2 separate regions of the Mus musculus genome follow, and region 2 is linked to region 1. Evidence: chromatin contacts called from public promoter capture Hi-C data. All regions are on one chromosome and are shown on one strand. Each heading gives the region's core, a stretch centred on a gene start, on an enhancer-like site or on the middle of the called end of the contact. The rest is flanking DNA. Distances are from core to core; before and after follow the strand shown.

Region 1 (7,091 bases), core at 2,465-4,964:
CCTCTAGAACTGAAGTAACAGTGTAAGCTGCCATGTGGATGCTGGGAATTACTGGGAATTGAACCCAGATCCTCTGCAAGAGCAGCCAGTACTTATAACCATTTTTCGACTGGGGACAGCACAAGGCATCTTACATAAGTAAGATGTACCTGCTAGAGTTTCCCAGTACCATGGTGGATCCTCAAGGATTCACCGCTGGAGGAATCACATTTTAATAAAGCTTACAAGATTAGGTTTTAGTTGTTGTGCCCAGAGACTGAGTTACCATTGTTTCTGAACTAAGTTTGTTTTGTGTTTTCCTTCACTCAGCTAGCTCATCTGGGTTCAAGAGAGAAAGGTACGGCAGCAAGGAGTGGGTTTGCCAGATGTGCACCACAAAGGCTGTAGGGGATTTGAAGCATGGGCTTGGTGTGGTAGTGACCCACCAGTGAGAACCTAACAAGCTGGGTGGAGAGATTGTGGAGTTCTGGGTCAAGAGTCTCCATGAGATTAAAAACAGGTTGGCCATTGCTTGCCAGTGCATAGCTGGCCAGACCCCAAAGGCACAAGCACAGGAATGTGACGTTCTTTTTTTTTTTTTTTTTTTTTTTTTTTAAAAGATATTTCCTGCAACAATCTCTCCAGCCCCAAGGACAAATACTTAAAAAAACAAAACAACAAAAATCTATGCGAGCTGGGTGGTGGCGGCACACACCTTTTATCTACAGAGCAACTATAGGACAGCCAGGGCTACACAGAGAAGGTACCTGGGAAAAATAAATCAACTTTTATATCTACTTATTTATTCCACATAGACTTACTGACACTGTTAGGACAGAGTTCCTGGGACTGTGGAGTTTACACTGCTTGGGAGACATATCTTTGATTAAAGCATTGGGTTTTTGTTTGGTTTTGGTTTTTCTGAGACAGGGTTTCTCTGTGTAACCCTGGCTGTCCTGGAATTCACTTTAAGGTGGGATCACAATGGTGATTTGGGCCGAGGTCTCTGTGCTGCTGTGACAGCCTTGTATATAACCAAGGATTTGTTTAAAAATCTGTTAGAGGTGAAACGAGGACAGGACTTGCTTAAGAGGTTTAGATGCTATTGTAAAGGGTGTTTAAAGATTCAGGTGTAAATCTGGAGAGATGGCTCGGCTGTTGAGAGCACTTGTTCTTTCAGAGGACCTGGTTTCAATTCTGCAACCATTGATAACTCCAGATCTAGGGGATCTGAAGGCCTCTTCTGATACCAGGCACACACAAATACAGGCAAACCACACAAGTGTAAAGTAAGTCTTAAAAGGTGAACGCAAGACCAGGAATGACTCATCGGCCCTTGCACGCACAACACACTTCCATTGGACCACTTGGCATCTTTTTCCATTTATTGGAAATTTTCCATTAACGAAGACTAAAGTATCACTGAGTGGTTTATATGACTAAAGGAATGTACCACACACCTGTCTACATGTGTGCTAACAGGTGTGTGTGCTTGTGCGCATGTGCCATGGCGCATCAAGTACCACACACCTGTCTACATGTGTGCTAACAGGTGTGTGTGCTTGTGCGCATGTGCCATGGCGCATCAAGTACCACCACACCTGTCTACATGTGTGCTAACAGGTGTGTGCTTGTGCACATGTGCCATGGCGCATCAAGTACCACACACCTGTCTACATGTGTGCTAACAGGTGTGTGTGCTTGTGCGCATGTGCCATGGCGCATCAAGTAAGCCATCACAACTGCAGAGTTGGTTCTTCCCTGTCACCACGTGAGTTCCAGGGGCTGAACTCAAAGCATTAAGCTTGATAGCAAATACCCCCACCCACTAAGCCAGCGGTTCTCAACCTGTGGGTCACGATCCTCTTGGGGTCTAAGGCCATCGGAAAACAGACATTTACATTATGATTTTTAATAGCAGCAAAACTACAGTTATAAAATAGCAACCAAAACTTTATGGTTGTGCCCACAATAACATGAGGAACTGTATTACAGGGTTACAGCATTAGGAAGGTTGAAAACTTCTGCACTAAGCCATCTTGCCTACTCAGGCTTACAAAAATACTTTCATAAATACTTTAAATATATAAATTTGAGACAGTGTCCTGACTAGCCTGGAACTCACTAGGCTGGCCTTGAACTTACAAAGATCCACCTGCCCCTATCTCCTAAGTGTTGGGATAAAAGGCATGTACCACCATAAGCAAAATATATATTCTTCCACAGCATCAAAGGGAATGTTCACATGTCCAAAATGGTACTTAGGTCAGAACACAGCACTTGGTAGAAGACCAGGATTTCAAGATTACTCTCAGCTATGAGTTCAAAGCCAGCCAGAACATCATATGGGTCTCGAAAATACAAACAAAATCCTTAGAATCACTCTAGTTAGGAAAAGTTACTTTGCAATGCAAAACGGAGAAAGATCTGACTTCCCATCTCCAAATATCTTCCTTTGGTGGTGCTGGACGGGAATCAAACTCAGGAAACACAGATACTAGGCAAGTGTTCTAATACTCAGATGGACATACAACCTGCAGCTTAACACCTATTCACCATTAGTACCTTCTTGGGGTGCTACTTCTGCAGAAGCACAAGTGTTCTGCATTCCCCCAAACCCTGAAATATTTAGAAATCCAACATGCTAGTCTGTTTTTATAAGGAAACTCCTTTAATCATGACATCGAGCTTCTTAGGGGGCTACCCGAGTCTACCGTACAAGTAAGTAGGAAGCAACGGATGATGAAGGTGGCTGTCGGTACAACAGCTACTACCAAGACGTGATCTGTGACTGCAGGATCTTCACAGGCAGATGTAGCTGGGTGGGTAGGGCGCCTTGCTGTTCATTTTAAGTTGGAACCAATCATAGACAGTTTATCACTAAACTTTGCTTTGTTAACTGGGAAACACCTCTCAAATACCTTAATCTTTATGATAGACACATAAGTTACCCAGCACCTATTTAGGTTGGCAGTACAAGCTAAGGAGCTATTATTATTTCAATCCTATTAAGACTACAAACAAGCCGGGCGTGGTGGCGCATGCCTTTAATCCCAGCACTCGGGAGGCAGAGGCAGGTGGATTTCTGAGTTCGAGGCCAGCCTGGTCTACAAAGTGAGTTCCAGGACAGCCAGGGCTACACAGAGAGACCTTGCCTGAAACCAAACCAAACCAAAAAAAAAAAAAAAAAAAAAAAAAAAAGACTACAAACTCCATTAGGTCAGTACCAATGTCAGGCACCACTACTGATCAAGCAACAAGAAGAAAAATGAATGGCCAGGCAGTAGTCGCACATGCCTTAACCCCAGCACTCAGATGGATCTCTGAGTGCGAGGCCAGCCGGTCTACAACATAAGTTCCAGGACAGCCAGGGCTATACACACATAAAAACAAAACAAAACAAAAAAACCCAAAAAACAAAAACAAAAACAAAAACCCAACCCTGTCTTGAAAAGCCAAAACAACAAAAAACAAGCTCCAGGGCTCTCTGCTCTAAGAAGGAAGGTATCAACTACTGTAAGGTGGCTGCTAAATTAAGAGAAGCAAGAATCAGGAATGTGATCTGAGATAGGCACAGGTCAGCGCCTTGAGCATGGACAGAAGCAATGATTCCTAACAACTAGCAGTGCATGTCTGAAAAGGGATCCGGAAAGCTGCTCTTTTCAGCTGGGCAGAGGCTGGGAGGGACTGATGTACATTATTCCTAGACCCTAAGCCAATGCCAAGCGCCTTGGCAACTCACCCGGGGTAACGCAAAAGAATTCTGAGTTTAGGGCCAGCCTGGGCTATAGACTGAAAGCCGATCTCACAAAGCCAAAGAAAACGAGGATGTGAGAGCTCACTCAGAGCTCTAACCAAGAGAATGAAGGATCACAAGGCGATGATCCCGGGAGGGCTGCCAGTAAATCTCTGCCCACCCCTCTGCCTGTCAGCTGTCCTCGGAGCCTGAGCCGCTTGCTGAAGATCCATGTTAAACTCAAGAGCTGAAAGCAGCTCTTGCAGGGGCAAGGCTAAAATGAGCAATGCAGCTGAGGTCATCCCAGCATTTTGGTTCTTGCTAAGATGCTTTTGGAAATCACATGGGATACTCCTGAAAGCAATGGGGAAAGAAGGCAACGGAGTCAAAGGGTGAGCTGTGGGCCAGGGTGGTCATGCGGCCTCCTCAGCAGCTGTCCTCCTGGGTCCAGTTCCTAGCATTGATGAAGAGCTGCAGCCACGGGGAGGTGGGAAGAACATCAAAGGGAGAGGGTCGCCATGCCCACTGCCAAAGCCTTACAGCCCGCTCAGGGTGCGGCATGAGTGCCAGGTGTCGGCCATCTTGGGAACAGATACCAGCTATGCCCCCTGGAGATCCATTGGGGTTCAGAGGGTACTGCTCTGTGGGGTTCCCATCATCGTCTGCCCAGTGCAGAGGAACCAGGCCCTTGGCCTCGATCTTGGCTTGGAGTTCAGGAGAAGAAAATGCCATGTAGCCTGGAAGTGAAGGAGAAGAGAGTGAAGGCCAAGTTCCTTCAGGCCCAGCCCCAGCCCCAGCTTGCAAACCCTCCCCTGCCTTCCCAGCCTGACCTTCCCCGTGAGCACTCCACACGGGCAGCACAGAGCCTTCCATCCCTCGGAGCATCAGGGCTGGCCCCGGCTCCACACGTACGGTGGCCCATCGGGACTCGAACCGCCCAGACAGATTGTGGCGGAGCAGGAGGCCCGGCTGTGTTGGCTGGGAGTCCTGGCCTGGCTCAGCTTGCTCTTCACTGGGATCACTTCCCACCCAGCCCAGAAGAGCCAGCAGCTGACAGCCATTACACACGCCCAGGCTGAAGGTGTCCGGCCGCCTTCGGAATCGGCCCAGCTCTTCCCTGGCCTGTGGATTAAAGGTCACCGCAGCTGCCCAACCTAGGAAGAACAGTTAAGCCAGAGTGAGAAAAGGCCTGAGAAAGGGCTGGAGAGATGATGGCTCAGTGGTTAAGAGCACTGACTGTTCTTCCGAAGGTCCTGAGTTCAAATTCCCAAAACCACAACTATCTGTAATGAAATCTGAGGCGCTCATCTGGTGCATCTGAAGATAGATATAATAATAAAGGGGCTGGAGGGATGGCTCAGTGGTTAAGAGCACTGACTGCTCTTCCAAAGGTTCTGAGTTCAAATCCCAGCAACCACATGATGGCTCACAACCATCCATAATGAGATCTGAAGACAGGTACAGTGTACATATATATAATAAATTAATAAATCTAATAAATAAATAAATCTATCTAAAAAAAAAAAAGCCGGAGAAAGCAAAAGCAGGGCGTGAAGGGAATGACATGACAGCCCTCTATTCTAAATCGGTCTCTTCAGACCCTGGGACAGCCTTGAGGAAAGAAACAGCCTGATCTGCTTTAATCAGATAGCCTGACAGGATCCATGAATCTCTCTCTCTCTTTTTTTTTTTTTTTTTTTGAGACAGGGTTTCTCTGCATAGCCCTCCTGGCTGTCCTGAACTCACTTTTTAGACCAGGTTGGCCTCAAACTCAGAAATCCACCTCTCAAGTGCTGAGATTAAAGGCATGCGCCCGGCCCATGAATTTCTCTATGCTAAGCAAAAATATATTTTTTTAATGCTATGTAGTTATCTAAGCCTCAACAGTACAGCAGTTAAGAGCACTGACTGCTCTTCCAGAGGTCCTGAGTTCAAATCCCAGCAACCACATGGTGGCTCACCACCATCTGTAATGGGGTCTGATGCCCTCTTCTGGTGTGTCTGAAGATATCGACAGTGTACTCATATACATAAAATAAATTAATTAATCTTTTAAAAAAAAAGGCTAAAGTAAGATGGCTACCTTTTGAGTTTGAGCAGCTTCACAAAACTGTATCTCATTAAAAAAGGGAAAAGACTTCACGCACAAAAAGCCTGATCCTTTGCCCTCCCTTGATCTAGTTGTGCTGAACCATCTTTCCACAGAACAGGACAACCTGATCAAGTTGAAGAGCAGTCAACTGTTCAGATGAGGCATGCCTTCTAGGCTTGTACAGCTCAGGAAAGCCAGCCATCCTCCTGCTGGCCTCTGGTCTTGAAACAGAGCACTCTGCCTGACTTGTGAGGGCAACAAGTTGGCTGCAGTCTGGGCAGAAGCAGCCGAAGACATTTTAGCAGGGAATGTGGAAATGGCAGATCCAGACTGCACACTGACCTTTAGCAGAGCCCAGGACGTCTGCGTAGCTGAAGCCGCCCACAAAGGCCACACCACGGAATGTGTCCAACCTGATGGCCCCAGAGCAGAGATCTTGCATGGTCACATCCCACACCTAATACGACAGGGAGGAAACCGTTAGAAGACTTATAGCCAAGACAAGATCAAGATCTCCAGCTCTGTTAGGTACCAGGCTTACCTCAAAGCCTGCCAAGTGAAAGGCATCAGCCATTTCTCGGTCTCCATTGCTGCCCTCTTCTCGCAAGATGGCAACTCGAGGGACGGGTCCACCTGGAAGATGTGTCTCTGAGCAGAATGCTACCTATCCACTCTAAAACCCCAGATGCCTTCCCAAGGGCAGATCCAAGTACCCCAGCCTCTGTGCACGCTCCCTTACCAGGTTTACAGGGCACAGAGGCCACAGGAAAGGTGGGCGGCAGGTAGTAGCTGGGCCCTGTCCGCTCCTTCAGGCCCTGTTTCTCCTCTATCACACAGCGTGGCTCTGCCTGCAGTAGGTCCAGCTGGAAACTTGTTTCCTCCCAGAGGGCTCTTAACTCCCCAACAGGCTCCTCTACTACCACAGCCTTATTCACTGATATTCGGGCCTGCAGTGGGGAGACCCATGAAGGAGAAAGTGTGTCCCCGTGAGTGGTATTTGCTGACAGGCTCACGGTAACACTACATTCTCCCTGGCTTCCTCACCATGGCCTGGGGTCCAGCCTCGCCTGTGTGGCCCAGTTCCAGACACCGTAGGCCAGCACTCTCGTACCTCTGCCGTACTCCGGCCACATCTGCCTCCTGTACCTCCAACACCAGACCGGGCTCTTCCGCAAACAGCACAGGCAATGCTGGAAAAAGGGGTGAGTCCGGATGACTCGGGTGAGATGGGTTCTGGAGGAGGAGCTCATGGAAGATGCACCAGGGACTATGAGAGGTCGTAGA
Region 2 (7,091 bases), core at 1,617-4,116, 130 kb after region 1:
TTATCCTTACAACCATTTGAAATTATCCTATTCTGCCTTCTTGGATGTTTCCGGTCTTCACACCACCATCCCCGTCAAAATGGACGTTTCAGGGGCGCTCTGAGCCGGTGTAACCCGAAAGCCTAACAAGAGTGGTCACAAAGCAGGCACACACAGATTTAGGCTGAGTGGGCAAATGTACCAGTTGGGCTCACAGAGATGCCAAGATGCGGTTTCCTTTTCTCCTAGGGCCATGGCCCCTGCTTGGAACCGAGAAGGGAGAGTTGTTACTGACACATTCCGAGACCAGGCTGAAACGTTTAGGAGACAGCCCAGAGAGGAGAAGAAGGCTTAAACCGGAATTGAGACTGTGAGAGCCTGAGAAGGCAGGGAGGAGGGGCACAGAAGGTGGCGGAGCGCTCCGGAGGGGAGCGGAAAGCCAGCGCGGGGCGTCAGGGCCCCCGGGTCGCTCACAAGTGGCCCCAGCAGGTGACCGTGCCGGGTCCCGCCTTTCCCGGGCGCGGCGCGTGCGGGATCAAAGCTGCCGGCAAGGGGCGGGCCAGGGAGCTGCAGGGAACTGGGGGTGCGAGCGTGGGAGCGCAGGGTTGCCGGAGGCGACAGGGACCAGGAAAGACGACGAGGTAGCCCGGAGAGGCCCAGAGAGGGAGCAGCAGAAGGATGTGAGACTCAGAAGCCGGAAAGTACACTCTAGACCCGGAGAGACCCCAGCAGAAGTCTCCGAGAGACCTGAAAAAACTATCAGAGAGATGGAGTCGCTGGAAGTGCTCAGGGACCAGTAAAACCGGAAAACTGGAATGCCCAGGACTGAATATGGGGAAAAGGTGCTTCAGAGAACAGAAAATGAAAGGGAGAGAGAGGAAGAGGGAAAGACCTGGAAGACCTGGCCCTCCCCTGCTGAGGAAGGAGAGAACTCTTGGGCAGTGATCCCAGCTCCGTGTCCTTTCTCAGGGTTGCGCCTCAGGGAGTGTGGACAAAGATGTGTGTCGAGGCAGCCAGAACTCCCGAGGGTTAGGGGTAGATTGTGAGGACCTGCGGAGTCAGAGAATAATTTTGGAACGTCCAAGCCGGCCACAGAAACAAAACACTACATATCAGTTTTGGTTAAAATGTTAAAGCGCAAGAATAATACTTGCTTGATGTGCTGTCAATTTAACTTTTTCCTAGTTGAGGTAGACGGAAAAAAAAAAAAAGAAAAAAGCTAGAACTGTGCATTGGCCGGGAATCGAACCCGGGCCTCCCGCGTGGCAGGCGAGAATTCTACCACTGAACCACCAATGCAGACAAGGAGAGAGGTCATAATAAGCCTATGTGAACTTCTCAGAGGCAGATCCAATCCTACTTCTAGGTGTGGGAAAAGGTTGTAGAGAATCATTGAGGTGGGTGGAGCGTCAGGCCATTTTTTTCTCTCCGTTGGATCCGGCCACCGGGCCATAAAGTCATTCCATATGGCCAGGGGCGGCCCCACACCCGGGTGCAAACTGCCTCAGGCCCCGAGCCTCACGTGCAGGTGAGAAAAACTCAACCCCAATCCTGGTTCCCAAGGAGGGGGGCGGTGGGGCCTGCTGGGACCACACATCTGTGCTTCCATTTGGCTGAAGTAGGGGAAGGTGGGATGTACTGAGGGCCCTAACCCCAAATGGGTGCCTCCTTTCTCAAGTACCGGGCCCCTCCTGCTCTGCCTTTGGCAAGGCAGCCTCTTGCCAGAAAACCCTCTCAGGATGTGGAGGGCCTCTGGGAAGGGGTTCCACTTTGTCTCTGACTCCACAGCTATCTTCTGGCTCGGTTTGTAGCCCTGTCTTTATTATGTCCTTTCCCCAGGCCTTCTTGTCGTGTTAAATTTCGATTTTACCTTCTCAGGCACTTCGCCCTGAAGTCTCCAGGTGTTGACATATCCATCCTTCTGAGAGGTCATGCTCTTTGTTTGAGGTGGGTGAAGATCCCATTTTGCAACCAAACCTTTCTTGTCCCTTTAGCAAATCTCACGTCTCCCTGCTCCCCTACAGTCCCTAGAGGCCTCCAGAGCGCCCACCAACTGGTGCACTCTATGTTTTCCTGCCAGCTGTACTCCTGAATTTAGTTTTAAACCAAGTTCTTGTAAACGGAAAGGTATCGCTTCTCGGCCTCTTGGCTAACTAAGATCAAGGGTAGTGAATGGAAAGATTTCTTCACTCACGTATACTTCAAGGATTTTTTTCCCCCTAGAAGTTTCCTTTGTCCTCCCTTAGTCCAGCCATCCTTAGGAAAATCTGTTCCCGGGGACTCAAGTCACAGTATCTATAGAGTCAGTTTGGCGGCAGATTCTCCTTATTACTACGTCTGCAGGGATAAGTACTGGAGTTATTGTGGGAATTGAGTAGAAGAGACAGATACAACGGCGCCGTCTTTTCCCACAGCCAGCCAGTAGAATCCGGTAGATCTGCTCTGCACCTTTAGGGGTTGGGAGAAGATTATAATATTCAGCCTGGAGGCAGAAGCATGCCAACATTTATTTCAGGGTTGGTGGGGCTATAGTGAACCTCCAAGAAATCTACTAGTCTAGGAGACCCCCAAATTTCATGCCTAAGTGATTTCTTCCCAGTTCACTTAGACTCTCTTCCCCTAATAATCTCCTCCCTCCAGTTGGGTCCCGCCTTATTATACAGCTTTATGGTCCTTAAACCAGCCTGTGGCCCCTTCCTCCCCTCACTTCCCACATTTGGGGCTAGTTCCTCCCCTTCCCCTCCCCCTTCACTCCCTGCCTTTCCGGGAGCCTCGTGCCGGGGTCCTTGAGCTGGGCATCTAGGGGCTGAAGGGGGCGGGGCCGGGCCCTAGCCCTCCTACCCTGCAGCGGCGGGATATAAGGATCTAGGCAGCACGCGCTGAGTCCACCGAAGGGTCCGGAGGAGCAATGGTCACCCGGGAGCGAGCTGAGAATAGGGACGGCCCCAAGGTGAGAGGTGGGAAGGGAGGGAAATAGGGTCCCTGTTCAGGCCAGAGGACTTAAAGGTTCTAACTCTGTGGGCTAGGAATGAGGATGGAGACACAAGAGTGAAAAGACCGAAAGAACCTGTAAAGTATAAAGAGGGCAGGGTCAGAGCCCAACTTGCGCGGGCTGCGGAAGCGGAGGTCTAGGGGTTTGCATTATTGTGGGCTAAGGCTTGTGGCTAGGAAAGTGCCAGAATTTGGGCATCGTGGCCTATTCTAGGGCTCGGGAAGCTGGGGCAGGTGGATTATCGCAAGTTCGAGGCCACAGAGTGCACCCCTACCGAAAAAACAAACAAACAAACAAACAAAAACCAAACCAAAATAAAACAAACAAACAAAACCCCACGAAGCTATACTATAACATGAGATAAGCTAGAGGCCATAGCTGGTGGAGGAGGGTGGAAACAAAAATAGAGGAAAGGCTATGGACGCTGTCTGTAAGCGCCTGGGAACCCACATCTGACTCAAAGAGAAGACCTTTGAGTCGTTGGTTCCGGAGGTGCGAGGCCAGGTGAGAGATATTAGGAGAACGAGTGAAGGGTTTGAGTGAGAAGAGGAGGTGTGGTCGCACTGTGTGTCTGCCTTTCACCTTAGGTCTCTATCGCGCGGCTCACTAGCCTGGGGGCAAAGAGTGGCCCTAAAGTTCTTCAGTGATACACTGAGAGGGAGACGACACAAGATAGAGATATAAAGAGAAAAGAAGAGTGCCATAGAGGGGAGAAGAGAGGAGAAAGCTGAACACAGAAAGGGCAGGGAGAAGTGGGCGAGCCACGGAAAGCGACCCAAGGGACTGGGAAGTAGCAGGGAGTGAGAGGGAAACGAATGGACCAGACCCAAGCAGCCTGGGATTAGGGGAAAGGGGCGCATGGGGGGTTTTCCCAGCGGCAGGATCGGACGCTTGCGCGGCGGCGCTGAGTCTCGGTCCGGTCGGCCCGCTCTTCCTTTCCCGCTGGTCACAGATGCTGAAGCCGTTGGTGGAGAAGCGGCGCCGGGACCGCATCAACCGCAGCCTAGAAGAGCTGAGGCTGCTGCTCCTGGAGAGGACCAGGGACCAGGTCAGTTCCACCGCTGGCCCCAGGCCCCTAAGCATTCTGTACCTGTGTCCCAGAGCTTTCTACTGGGGTGGGGACATAAGCTGGAGTGGTGACTCTGGACCCAAGCCTGCTCCTTGAAATCCCATCCCAGACCCCCTCTCGCTCTCAGAACTTGCTCTTCTCCACCTTGCTGGTCTGTAAGTTTCCAGTCTGGCTCGGTAAACTGAGCTTCCAGCCTGCGTCAGTTTCCCACTTGGGGTTTTCTAAAATTCCTTATCTACCTCCCACGCCTGATCAATGGGCTTCAGTTCTGCGGTGGTTTTCACCATCCGGGTTGCTGTTTCGTACACCTCTCATATTGGGAACTGGTTCCACTCCCTCAGGTTGGACAGGCTCATCTCGGGGTGGGACGGGAACTTTTCTTGGCCATCTCCACATTCGGTCGCGAGTCATGGGGGCACCCGCAGCTCCCGTATCCGCCCCTCCCTTCTTCCCCTAGCCACTTTCCCCCTCTCTCCCCACCCCTTTCTGTCTCTGCGCCCCTCCCCCCGTCTGTAGAACCTCCGGAACCCGAAGCTGGAGAAAGCGGAGATACTGGAGTTCGCCGTGGGCTACTTGAGGGAGCGAAGCCGGGTGGAGCCCCCGGGTACAGCGCGGGGGGTGGGGCAGCGGAGGGAGGCTGGGAGGGTGGGAGCCCGGAAGGCTCCGGCCGGGGGAGGGGCGGGCTCTGAGGTGGCCTGGGACTTGGGGGAGCGGCCAGCTGTGCACCATGGCGAGGTTAATAACACCCGCGCGTGTCTGTCTCTGTGTCTCCCTCATTGCCCTCCTCTGCACGTCCATCCGGCCTCCTGTCTCTGTCTGTGCGCCCGTCTGACCTCGGTATCTCTGCGCCCCGCCCCTTCCCTCAACCCCGTTGGGCCCCTGCCCTGCCCGCCTGTCCTCCCGCCGGCCGCACCAGGGGTTCCCCGGTCCCCAGGCCAGGACGCCGAGGCGCTCGCCAGCTGCTACTTGTCCGGCTTCCGCGAGTGCCTGCTTCGCTTGGCGGCCTTTGCGCACGACGCCAGCCCGGCCGCACGCTCCCAGCTTTTCTCCGCGCTGCACGGCTACCGGCGCCCCAAACCGCCCCGGCCCGAGGCCGTAGATCCAGGGCTCCCAGCGCCGCGCCCACCGCTGGACCCCGCTTCACCAATCCTTGGCCCCGCGCTGCACCAGCGCCCCCCAGTGCACCAGGGCCCTCCTAGTCCCCGCCTCGCTTGGTCCCCATCCCACTGCTCCTCTCGCGCCGGGGATTCGGGCGCGCCGGCGCCCCTCACCGGACTGCTGCCGCCACCGCCACCGCCTTACAGACAAGACGGGGCGCCCAAGGCCCCGTCACTCCCACCGCCCGCGTTTTGGAGACCTTGGCCCTGAGCTTTTGGGGGCTGGGGCGGGGATTGGGGGTGGTGTAGAGACTCCAGTCAGAGGGCAGGAGAGGGATCCGGGCGAGGAGGGCAGCGGGGCGCGCGGGCTCAGCGCGCGGGTGAGATGTGGTCTATATTAGAGTATCTATATAAATATATATTTTCCCATCCCTTTTCCCTGTCCCACTTCCCTGTGTGTAGCATTGTACTCTCTCTACCCTAGTCCAGTCCCAGTCCCTTCCCGAGTCCCTAGTGCATGGAATAAAATCGTTATTAAATCCCGGTGTGTCCCCTAGCCAGGGGCCTGCCTTTATATTGGCGCCACGCCTACTTGCCCATACCCTTCTCCCACCTTTAGGCCTGCTCTCCACGGCCCAAGCCCTGGGGGAGACAGGTAAGTAAAGAGCGGAGCGACAGACTGAGGTTGGAGCTGAACTTTATTTGTGGGTCTTTAAATTTTTTAAAAGCCAAGAAAAGATTAAAATGAGTAATAAAACCGACTCTGGTGGGATTCGAACCCACAACCTTTGAATCGCTTTCTCGTCACTAGAAGTCCAATGCGCTATCCATTGCGCCACAGAGCCACATGGCGGGCGGCGCCTCCTTCCGGCTTACGGACACCAGTATAGGAAAAAAAGGGGTAGCGTGGGAGGGAGAGAGAGAGAGACAGAGAGAGAGACAGAGAGACAGAGAGACAGAGAGACAGAGAGAGAGAGAGAGAGAGAGAGAGAGAGAGAGAGAGAGAGAGAGTGTGAGTGAGAGAGAGAGAGAGAGTGTGTGTGTGAGAGAGAGAGAGTGTGTGTGTGTCCGTGTGCAAGGAGATGGGGCGGAGCGTCATAGGAGCTAGAGGTGACAGCCTCAGGTCAGCGGAATGAAATGTAGTGTATGGAAAGCGCATGAGCTAGGTGACAGGAAGGGTGGATGCAGGTGCGAGAAACAGAGAGGGAGACTAACGAAATTTGAGCTCCCCAGCAGTGCAAAGCTCGGGCTGCTTCTTGCGTAAGCTACCAAGCTCAGACTTGCTCGGTTCCCAGATTTGATCTCACTAAATAAACTTGTTTTGTTGTAAATCTCTGTGTCTTTGGGACCATTTGTTTCGCTTCTTTACAATGTCGTTTAGCGCCTCGGTGAGTCCTCATTTCGGGTTTGAAATATACAGCAACAAAAGAAATTCGGGTCAGTTCGTGGCTGTGAGCGTTGAGAAGACTTCCTTCTACTCTCTTAGGAAGACGACGGGAAATAGCAGCTTCCATGCGGGTAGCGTGGCCGAGCGGTCTAAGGCGCTGGATTTAGGCTCCAGTCTCTTCGGAGGCGTGGGTTCGAATCCCACCGCTGCCAGGCCAGAGTTTTTCTCCTGAAGGCCTCTTTAGTTTTATGAGAACAAGCCACTGCTTGGCTATGAACTTTGGCTTGTCAACAAAACCCAAGATTGCTTCCATATTCATAGACAAGACGTGACAAACATTGTTGAAATAAGTATTCTTATACACTAATTCAGCGCAGATCTTGGTGTATATAAGTGTAATTTAAAAAATTATACTAGAATATCTGTAACAGACATACTAAGCATGAAAAATTACAAACAAATATATTTATTATGTTGATGTACTAGCAAAATGCTAAGGTTCCACCGAGATTTGAACTCGGATCGCTGGATTCAGAGTCCAGAGTGCTAACCATTACACCATGGAAC

Evidence for each region. Promoter capture Hi-C pulls out the DNA fragments that hold promoters and counts their contacts.
Region 2: a contact with region 1 is called in a promoter capture Hi-C map of neural stem cells. The contact joins the promoter of Hes7 here to the enhancer-like site in region 1. A contact is called at or near these places in 1 of 39 promoter capture datasets (neural stem cells), 1 of 15 datasets of contacts at CTCF or cohesin (CD8 T cells), 3 of 484 Hi-C or Micro-C datasets (embryonic stem cells, psoas muscle and rod photoreceptor), 5 of 115 datasets of contacts at active chromatin or transcription factors (the 230-238 cell line, embryonic stem cells, large pre-B cells and 1 more) and 3 of 9 other capture datasets (adipose tissue, liver and pancreatic islet).

Annotation. Positions count from the first base shown.
Region 1 is chr11:68,983,822-68,990,912 of GRCm38.p6, forward strand. Pfas (phosphoribosylformylglycinamidine synthase (FGAR amidotransferase)) reads right to left here. Exons shown (of 28, transcript NM_001159519.1): 23 at 6,852-6,997; 24 at 6,547-6,754; 25 at 6,349-6,440; 26 at 6,150-6,264; 27 at 4,546-4,869; 28 at 1,880-4,452. The coding sequence ends at 4,142. Mir3062 (microRNA 3062) reads right to left here and starts at 6,857; the gene lies at 6,753-6,857. Within about 2 kb of position 3,715, at least 8 of the 459 cell types and tissues checked have an H3K27ac peak or open chromatin away from gene starts, as enhancers often do. A contact at or near this core is called in neural stem cells, where this site is marked.
Region 2 is chr11:69,117,587-69,124,677 of GRCm38.p6, forward strand. It overlaps Hes7 (hes family bHLH transcription factor 7), which reads left to right and starts at 2,867. Exons shown (of 4, transcript NM_033041.4): 1 at 2,867-2,929; 2 at 3,924-4,019; 3 at 4,557-4,644; 4 at 4,957-5,673. The coding sequence starts at 2,888. The coding sequence ends at 5,408. It overlaps n-TGgcc5 (a tRNA gene), which reads right to left and starts at 1,278; the gene lies at 1,208-1,278. n-TRtct4 (a tRNA gene) reads right to left here and starts at 5,982; the gene lies at 5,896-5,982. It overlaps n-TLtag3 (a tRNA gene), which reads left to right and starts at 6,655; the gene lies at 6,655-6,736. It also overlaps n-TQctg6 and 9130213A22Rik.